Regions from separate parts of the Mus musculus genome. Here region 1 is linked to region 2. A link is a contact called in public Hi-C data. All regions are on one chromosome and are shown on one strand. Each heading gives the region's core, a stretch centred on a gene start, on an enhancer-like site or on the middle of the called end of the contact. The rest is flanking DNA. Distances are from core to core; before and after follow the strand shown.

Region 1 (4,334 bases), core at 1,410-3,909, 240 kb before region 2:
GTTGAAGGCATCATTCTAGACACTGCTCAGGACACAAGTAGGACCGTGGCGCTCACTGAAAACATGGCTCAGTTGGTAAAAAAACAAGAACCCGTGTTAAAACAAAAAAGCCCCGCTGGCCGTAATGGTACCCAGAGGAAGTCTCAGCAATGGGGAGGTGGATCCCCGAGGCCTGCTGGCCCCCCAGCCTCATCTACTCAGGTAAGCCTCAGGACAATGAGGGACCCTGCTTCAAAAGCAAGATGAAGCCGTGAGAGGTGGGTCTGTAGATAAAAGCACCTGCCCCCAGGTCTGATGACGTGAGTTTGATCCCTCGGAACTACCTGATAGAACCGACAGTAATTGTCCTCTGACCTCTACACACGTGCTGTGACGTGTGTACGTGCCTCCCTCCCACATAAGTAAATGTACAATCATTTAAAGGAAGGGTGGGTCCATCCCAGCCTCTGCAGAACAAGCAGGAAGCAAAGAAAGTGGGTTCTACAGAGCTAGGTGGTGGCCACCAGGGGGCGCCGGGAGACAGCGAGTACTTGCATTCTGCGCAGGGGCCCCTCAAAGCTTTCTTTTTTCTTTCTTTCTTTCTTTCTTTCTTTCTTTCTTTCTTTCTTTCTTTCTTTCTTTCTTTCTTTCTTTCTTTCTTTCTTCCTTCCTTCCTTCCTTCCTTCCTCCCTCCCTCCCTCCCTCCCTCCCTCCCTCCCTCCCTCCCTCTCTTTCTTTCTTTCTTTCTTTCTTTCTTGATTTTTTCGAGACAGGGTTTCTCTATAGCCCTGGCTGTCCTGGAACTCACTTTGTAGACCAAGCTGGCCTCGAACTCAGAAATCCACCTGCCTCTGCCTCCCGAGTGCTGGGATTAAAGGCGTGCACCACCACGCCTGGCTCTCTTTCTTTCTTTTTCTTTTTCTTTTTCTTTTTCTTTTTTTTTTTTCTTTTTTCTTTTTCTTTTTCTTCCGAGACAGGATTTCTCTGTATAGCCCTGGCTGTCCTGGAACTCACTTTGTAGACCAGGCTGGCCTCATAAATCCGCCTCCTCTCTCCCGAGTGCTGGGACTAAAGGTGTGCGCCCCACATCCGGCTAAAGCTTTCTCTTTTTAAAAAATGTGTTCATGCCGGGCATGGTGGCGCACGCCTTTAATCCCAGCACTCGGGAGGCAGAGGCAGGCGGATTTCTGAGTTCGAGGCCAGCCTGGTCTACAGAGTGAGTTCCAGGACAGCCAGAGCTATACAGAGAAACCCTGTCTCGAAAAAAAAAAAAACCAAAAAACAAAAATGTGTTTATGTAGGTGTCTGTGTGGATGAGTGTCGTGTGTGGGGGTGCCTGCAGAGACCAGAGTATGTGTGGGATCCTTAGAGATGAACTTACCGGGCTGACATGGAGGCTGAGATTCCCCTGGGGTCCTCTAGAGAGTCGCAAGTCCTCTTAACTAAAGCAGGCCTGCAGAGAGGCCACTTGGCTTAGCAGTTTAAGAGCACTGGCTGCACTTTCAGAGGACCTGGGTTCAAGTCCCAACACCCATGTGTGCTTCACCACTATCTGTAACTACAGTTCCAGGGAATCTAATGGCCTCTTCTGGCTTCCTCGGACACCGAGCACGCACATGGTGCATACACATACAAGCAGGCTAAGCATTCATACACAGGAAGTAAAAATAAAGAAAGCTTTAGAACAGTGGGGGAGGGGCCAGAAAGATGGCTCAGTAGTTAAGAATATTTGTGCTCTTGTGGAGGGAGGGCCTGGGCTTGGTTCCCAGACCCCCACATGATAGCTCACGACCATGCATAACTCCAGGTCCAGGGGACACAATGCCCACTGCTAGCTTCCACAGAAGTCAGGTTCTCACACATGTATGCATCCATGTAAAATGAAATAAATCTTAAGATCTTTTTTAAGGGGGAGGGGGTGCTGGAGAGATGGCTCAGGGGCTAAGAACACTGACTGCTCTCCAGAGGACCTGGGTTCAGTTCCCAGCATCCACGTGGGTCTGCCGCCTTCACACAGACACACATGCAGGCAAACCCACGAACGGACACGAAATAAAGAATACAGGCTTGTCGAGACACTAAAAGAAGAGGTTACATGGAGAAGTGAGACGGGTGGTGGGAGTGGGTACCTCAGCGGGGTCCTCAGTGTGAGGCAGGAAGAGCTTTGAGGGCCAAAGGCAGAGCCCTTAGGCTGTGGCTGCAGTGTGTGTTAGGGTCCTGAAGCAGAGGCAAGCGAGTGGCAGTCCACCCATCAGTGTGGGATCTGGGCTAGTTGGGACCTCAGAACACTGGTAAAGTCATGCCGGGCAGTGGTGGCGCACGCCTTTAATCCCAGCACTTGGGAAGCAGAGGCAGGTGGATATCTGAGTTCGAGGCCAGCCTGGTGTACAGAGTGAGTTCCAGGACAGCCAGAACTATGCAGAGAAACCCTGTCTTGAACCCCCCTTCCCCCCAAAAAAGAAAGAGCTGGGAAAGTCTCCCAAGACAGAAGTGCTGAGACATTCGTTTTATTGGTACCGAGCCCATGGTGGTGGGGTAGGGAATGGAGGGAGTGCCTGTAGGAATAAGTGGCTATCCCCAGGGCTCTACCTGTGGGAGACCCTGAGGCTCACTGGGTGACCTTGGAGGCTGGCCCCAGCCAGGCTTCCTGAGCTGAAGAGTTCCTGGTGGGACCTTGGCCCCCTACCCCAGGGACAAAACATCTCCAGTCAGCTGTGTCACCCCACTAGGATGCATGAGTAGTGCAAACAGGAGCCCTTGGGGCTTTCCTCCCTCCCTCTTCCCCTTCCCTCCTCCCTTGCAGGCAGGCAGGTTCCTACTGAGAGCTGTAGGGGTTTCCCTGTCTCCTCTCCCTCCGCACTGCACTGCACCTACCTGGAGAGTCTCCTGTACCAAGCTATCAGCCACCCACCTCTTAACGTGAACAAGCTCACTGTTTCTCCCTTCTAGGATGCATTTCTCCATTTTTCTCCCCCTGGGACCCCTAGGTTGGCAGCACAGGCTCTGCCAGGCGTGAAAGGCCACCCTGACCTCCTGGGCTGGGATCTGTGTTTCAGGAGCCGCGTTTGGTCAGAAACAATGGCTCCAGCAGTTCCTGGGTGCAAGGCAGCAGATCTCTGCAGCCTGAAATGAACAAACCTGCTTGCCTATCTGCCACTCCCTGGCCGTGTGATTCAGAGTAAGCGCCTCTGCTTCTCTGTGCCAAAAATGCCTTCCTTTGTAAAATGACACAAGGGAGCTCCTGTCCTGGCAGGGCTTGGAGGTCAGAAACAAGAAGGCACACACAATTAAGGGGATCCCCTCCTGCCCCCGGCACACAGCCGACTCTCAAGAAACCAGAACCAGTGATGGCTGAGGGGTTTTCTACAGCCCATACCTGAGGTCCAGCTCAGCCTTTGTGAACTCAGCTTTCCTGGGTAGCCTGGTGTCCTCATTTAAGATGGATCTGTCAAGGGGTTTTGTGGGTTTTTAAAAAGTAAATCAGAATTTCACCAACTAAACAAAACCGAATCCCCTTACAACACATGCCAGCAGAGCTGATGTTTATGGTCTCCCAGAGAGCATCTCACTCTGGCAAAGGCCCTGTAGATCTCAAACCACAGCCCTGCCCGGTTCCTCCTCGGGAGCAGAGGTACTTTTCCATTTCTACCTTCCTCCCCATCCTCACACAGCCGAGGAACGAGGCGTGGCAGTCCCCATGTGACCCCAGTCACCTCTGGCTCAGGCTGGACAATGGTGATCGAGACCCTGATCTGCCCCCAAAGTGTTAGTACCTCCCCTTGGTCACTAAGATCTGCAATTGAGGGATCTAGATCATAGCTTCCCTGTCCTGTTGTCCCTAGACAGAATCTCCCAGGACAGGAGGTCTCAGCATGTTTGTTTTTTTAAATAACTGGAGTGAAGTTCACATGGTATAAGAGCAGCCATTTTAAAGTGATAACCTAGGGAGCAGGGGCTAGAGAGATGGCTCATCAGCTAAGAGCCATCTCTCTTAGATGCTTTTCTCGAAGGCCAAAGTTCAATTTCCAGCACCCACGTGGAGGCTCACTTCAGTTCCAGGGAATCCAGCACCCTCTTCTGGTCTCTGCAGGCACCAGGCACGTGTGCCAAGAAAACTCTCATGCACATAAAAATAAGTTTTAAGGGAAAAAAAAAATGACCACCATCGGTGGTGGCATACACCTTCAATCCCAGCACTCGGGAGACAGAGGTAGATGGATCTCTGAGTTCTCGTCCAGCCTGGTCTACAGAGTGAGTTTCAGGACAGCCAGGGCTGCGCAGAGAAACCCTGCCTTGAAAATCCAAACATAAGATAAAGATGAAATGACAGCACAAAACATTGTCATCCCCTGGAG
Region 2 (4,656 bases), core at 624-3,123:
CCTCTGCTTCACAAGGTCATAAGGGAGGGACACACACAGATAGCCACTGAACCTGGCCGGTCACACATGTCTTTGCGATTTGAGTGGAAAAAAGTTTTCATGGGGTTTTGTTTTTGTTTGTTTTTTTTTTTTTTTTCATTTTGAGGAAAGTAGTATTTTTTTCTTGGCAGCTTTGCCCCAATTGTGTGTGTGTGTGTGTGTGTAGTTTGTATTGAGATAATTTCATGTAGCACAGGCTGGCTTCAGTTATCTATGCATCTCAGGATGACCCTGAATTTCTTGATTCTCTTGCAGACAGCTCCCAAGTACTAGGATAATGGGTGTCTATCACTATGCTTCTTATTTATTCGAATATATGTATGTGGGGTGTGTGTGTATGCATGTGTATGTGTACACATGTGTGTGTATGTGTGCATGTATAAAAGAGTGTGGTTATATGTGTGTATTAAAGATTGTAGTGTGTGTGTATGCATGTGTGTGTGTGTGTGTGTGTGTGTGTGTGTGTGCGTGTGCAGATGCCTACAGAGGTTAGAGGAGGACATCAGATTCCCCTGGAGCTGTAATTACAGACATGGGTACTGAGAAAGAATCTAAAGTCCTCTAGCAGAGGATAAACCATCTCTCCTAATCTGAGACAGGGTCTTATTTTGTAGCCCAGGCAGGCCTGGAAACCAGTATGCAGCCCAGCCTGGTTGTCAATGTATAACCCTTCTTTTTTAACCTCTTGAGTTCTGAGCTGCCTGGTGAGGTACTGTGTCAAGACTTTTTCTTTTTTTTTTTTAAGGTGAGGTACTGAGAGAGAGAACCTGGGACCTCACAGATGCTGGCTCTTTGGGCCACACCTTCAGGCCTAAGGGTTTTCCTATCCCTTATACATGTTCCAGATCTTTTCAGTTTCTGTCTATGATCCGTTTTAGTCAATAGCAAACCAACAGTGACCTCTTTTGATGCCCGCCCTGGTTTCTGTACATCATTTCAGTTAAGGCTGAAGGCACCTGCTGAGGCTCCCTGAGGCTCGTCTTACCACGGGGAGAGAGCAGTCCTCTTGATAAGGTTTCAGAGCTTGCCCTATGGCTCGGGGCTGAGAATTACAAGCAGTTCTAGAGCTGGGCCTCCAGGGCCAGCCTTTCACCTGCCGGTAGGACAGATGGTAGAGGAGTAGTGAATGAATGACCCAGTAAGGGGGTTAAGGATGCCGCCCCATCCCGCCCCAGCACCCCACGTGACTGCAGATAGCCAGGCTACAAAGTCAACAGTGATTCTCTTTCCAAATGAAATGCTTCCTTCTTTCCACTTCTTCCCTTTCCAAATCCAAAGAGCAAACAAACACTGGGTTAGGGGCGCCAGCCTTGGCCAGCCTGGCTCATCTGAGTGCTGACTTAAGTTATTCTTCTGAAGGAGGGGGAGGGGTGGAGAGCTCTGCAGCCCAGCTCACTGGTAGAGGGAACGAGGGAGGAAGAGAGAATAAGAAGATTCGAGGGAAGATGCAGAGGAGAAGGAGGAAGGAGGCCTTAGGGAGGAGGGAAAAGGGGCTTGGGGTGGGATAAATAGGAGAGATGAGAAGGCGAACAAGGTAGAGGCTGAAAGAAGAGGAGAACAACGGCGTAAGGGAAGGAGAGGAATGGAGGGAAGGAGAGAGGGAAGGAGGAAGGAGAGCGAGATCGGAGAACACAGAAGGTGGTGGAAGAAGCGAGGGGCTGGGGCCCACGGAGTGGGGAGGGAAGAAGGCGGAGGAAGGGAAGACGAGGAGGAAGGGCCCCCCTCCAGCCCTCCGCGGAGTTGCGCAATCCGCACAGACTGGGATTGGCCGCCGGATGTGCGAGACGCCCCGCCCCCGCCTCGCCTGACCAATGGGAGCGAAGGGGCGTGGCTTTCACGGGAGTGGAGTCCCCGCGCGCGCTCTGGCTCTGCAGTAACCGCGGGCCTCTCTCCGAGGACCTTAGCTTGCTGTTGCGAGCGGCCACCTCCCCTGCCCACTCTCGGAGCCCGCTCGACTCTCGTAGCGGATCAGGGACGCGTTCACTGGTTCCGGCAGTGTCCTCGCGGCGGCCATGGCCACGAAGATCGACAAGGAGGCGTGTCGCGCGGCGTACAACTTAGTGCGGGACGACGGCTCGGCGGTCATCTGGTGAGCAACGCCGCGGGGCCGGGGAAGCCAGTAGTGACCTGCTTCGTGCCGCTCGCCGCCGCCGCTCACCTATGTTTCTTTTCTTCCTCCAACCCAAAGGGTGACTTTCAGATACGACGGCGCCACCATTGTCCCCGGCGATCAGGGAGCAGATTACCAGCACTTCATCCAGCAGTGCACAGGTAGGGCGACCCTCATGAGACCTTTTGAAAGAGGGTGGGCACCCTGGGCAGCGAGCTGCTGGGCGTCCAAGCAGCAGCAGATCTGGGCTGGGGCTTTGTTTGTTTGTTTGTTTTGGTTTTGTCTTTGTGTTTTTGGAGATAGGGGCTCACTATATATCCAGGGTGACCTCCAACTGGCCATCCTCTTGCCCCAAGCGTCTAGTACTGGTAGGGTGGGTGTGCACAGCCATGCAAAGCTCTGATCTGAGCTTTCCAAAGTCCCGAGTGTATCCCTCCCCCACCCTGCCCCCAACCCCTGTGGACATCACCATCAAGTGACCCGAGGAGATTCCTCCCCCGGTAGTGTCAGTCGGCTTCTTCCGCTCCCGCACCCTGTGGTCCACTGGGTTTCCAGGTCAGAAGGGGCAGTTCAAACTCCACCCTCTCTGATTGGTCAGTGAACAATAAACGCCGAAGCCCCTGGGGGCTGCAAGCTAAAGGCAGAACCCAGGGCCCCACCCTCCTTTCTCCCTTCCATCTTTGTCCCTATCTGCTTCTGTACAAGCCTTTAATTTGAAGAGTACAGAAACACGCACCAAGAATGTGTATCCGATGTTGCTATACCAGGCCTGGATAAAGAGAAGCTGACTTGCGAGGTCCCAGCGGCCAGTTTCCTTTGGAGCGAATGGCCACTGGCTGGGGTGGGGCATGGAGAGCTGAGATTGCTCCATGGTTTGGTGTGGAGGAATCAAGCAGATGTGTGACCTTACTAAAAGCATCCCAGGGAACCCTAAGGTTTGTGTGTGTTAAGCTTCCCTGGGACATGTGGACCATGAAAGAACACAGGGCCTGAATGGCCACAGCTCCCGTAGAACAGCTCAACACCATTGGTAAAGAGATCTCTAAAGGAGCTGGTGTGCAGAGCAGCTCAGCATATTCTGGAAACAGAGGCAGGGGGATGGAGAATTGGAGGCCAGCCTAGGCTGGGCATCCCCCGTGCCTTCCGGAAAAAGAGCCTTTAAAGAGATTGGAAGTAAGAGACCCCGGGGCCTAGTGTCTCCTTAGCTTTGGAACCTAATGTCAAACAAAAGCAGGCCACCTAGGAGCTAGGGTGTGGACTCCTGGGAATGGCTGTGGGTTAGAATCCCTCTTGGGCTGCTTTCCAGCTGAGTGGGGTGGGGCCAGGTCCCTGGGGGTAGGGGTGGGGGTCACAGTTCCTCACCTGATCTCTTGTAGTGCTGCTGTGAGATTGACTGATCCCAAGTGTGTGTAAGTGTTCAGGACAGTGCTGGTCAGTCATTGGTGACAAGCAGACCAAAAAAAAATTTAAAAGCCAGGGTCATGTGACTTAACTGCTTTCTTTCTTCTTTTTTTTTTCTTTCCTCTTTTCTTTCTTCTCCCCCCCCCCTCCGCCCCCAATACTGGGTACGGAACACAGAGCATTGAATAGGCTGGCCACATGCTCTACCACTGAGGTACATCTCAGCCTTCTTAAAAAGAAAGCCATTTTAATTTGAGACAAGTTCACACTCCTTGAACCTGCGATCTTCCTGCTTCTGCTTCCTGTTTTCTTTAATTGCTTTCTGGCCTCAAACTTGGCTGTGTAGCTAAGCCTGGCCGGAAACTCCCCGATCCTCCTGCCTCTGCCTCCAAAATGCTAGGATCATAGGCTTGCATCACCTTGCCCGGTGGCATAACTTTCTTAATTGAATCATCTTTTGCATTTAGTTCGTCTCAAAGGGCATTCACTTTGTGCTGTGTGGTACTAAGATTAGTGTGAGATTGTGTGTCTGCGTGTAAGCATTCTCCTGGCTAAAATGTCTCCTGGGAGTTGCTGCTAGACTCTGTATTCATTGCTTTTGTAAATAATTCACTTAAAACAACATCGCTGTAAAGGGCGATACCGCGGAGTCAGCGCGCAGGATCTCAGCTGCTCCGACTGCAGCAAATGCTTCCAACGTGGGACAAGTGCAGACTCAACTTTCCCAAAGTTGGCGCACCATCAGGAGGATTGTCCCCAGAGTCTCTGGGGCTGGGTGCCGCAGGTCCGCTTCCATCCTCACCGGGAGCCCACCCCCAGCTCTCCTGCCTCTGTGACTATTTACTCCACTAAGCTGGAGAAGGTGACAGAACTGGAGGACAAGCATCCGGCTGGTAGATTCCCAGCTGATGCTCCTGTTGCCGCACATCCGGCCTGGATGCTGCTTGGGGGACACTTCCTTCCTCTGGTGGGCTGTGGTTTTCTGCTCAGATCTCCCATGGCTAACCCTCTACTGGGATGGGATGGCAGTCGTCTGGCGTCTGAGCTAAAAATGCTCTGCAGGCTGCTTGTTGGTCCCTGTGAATGGACTGTGGGATCGAGGCTGC

What was found. Hi-C and Micro-C count contacts between places; a contact is called where the count stands out from the background.
Region 1: a contact with region 2 is called in a Hi-C map of the N1E-115 cell line, with 7 times the contacts expected there. The contact joins the enhancer-like site here to the promoter of Cotl1 in region 2. A contact is called at or near these places in 8 of 39 promoter capture datasets (the 3T3-L1 cell line, the C10 cell line, the HPC-7 cell line and 4 more), 10 of 484 Hi-C or Micro-C datasets (B cells, the N1E-115 cell line, cerebral cortex and 5 more), 7 of 115 datasets of contacts at active chromatin or transcription factors (bone marrow-derived macrophages, embryonic hindbrain, embryonic limb bud and 4 more) and 3 of 9 other capture datasets (adipose tissue, liver and pancreatic islet).

The regions. Positions count from the first base shown.
Region 1 is chr8:120,074,411-120,078,744 of GRCm38.p6, reverse strand. No RefSeq gene overlaps it. Among named protein-coding and RNA genes, the nearest start is that of Zdhhc7, 25 kb to the left of the region's middle. Within about 2 kb of position 2,659, at least 22 of the 459 cell types and tissues checked have an H3K27ac peak or open chromatin away from gene starts, as enhancers often do. A contact at or near this core is called in the N1E-115 cell line and uterus, where this site is marked.
Region 2 is chr8:119,837,796-119,842,451 of GRCm38.p6, reverse strand. It overlaps Cotl1 (coactosin-like 1 (Dictyostelium)), which reads left to right and starts at 1,873. Exons shown (of 4, transcript NM_028071.3): 1 at 1,873-2,128; 2 at 2,228-2,310. The coding sequence starts at 2,052.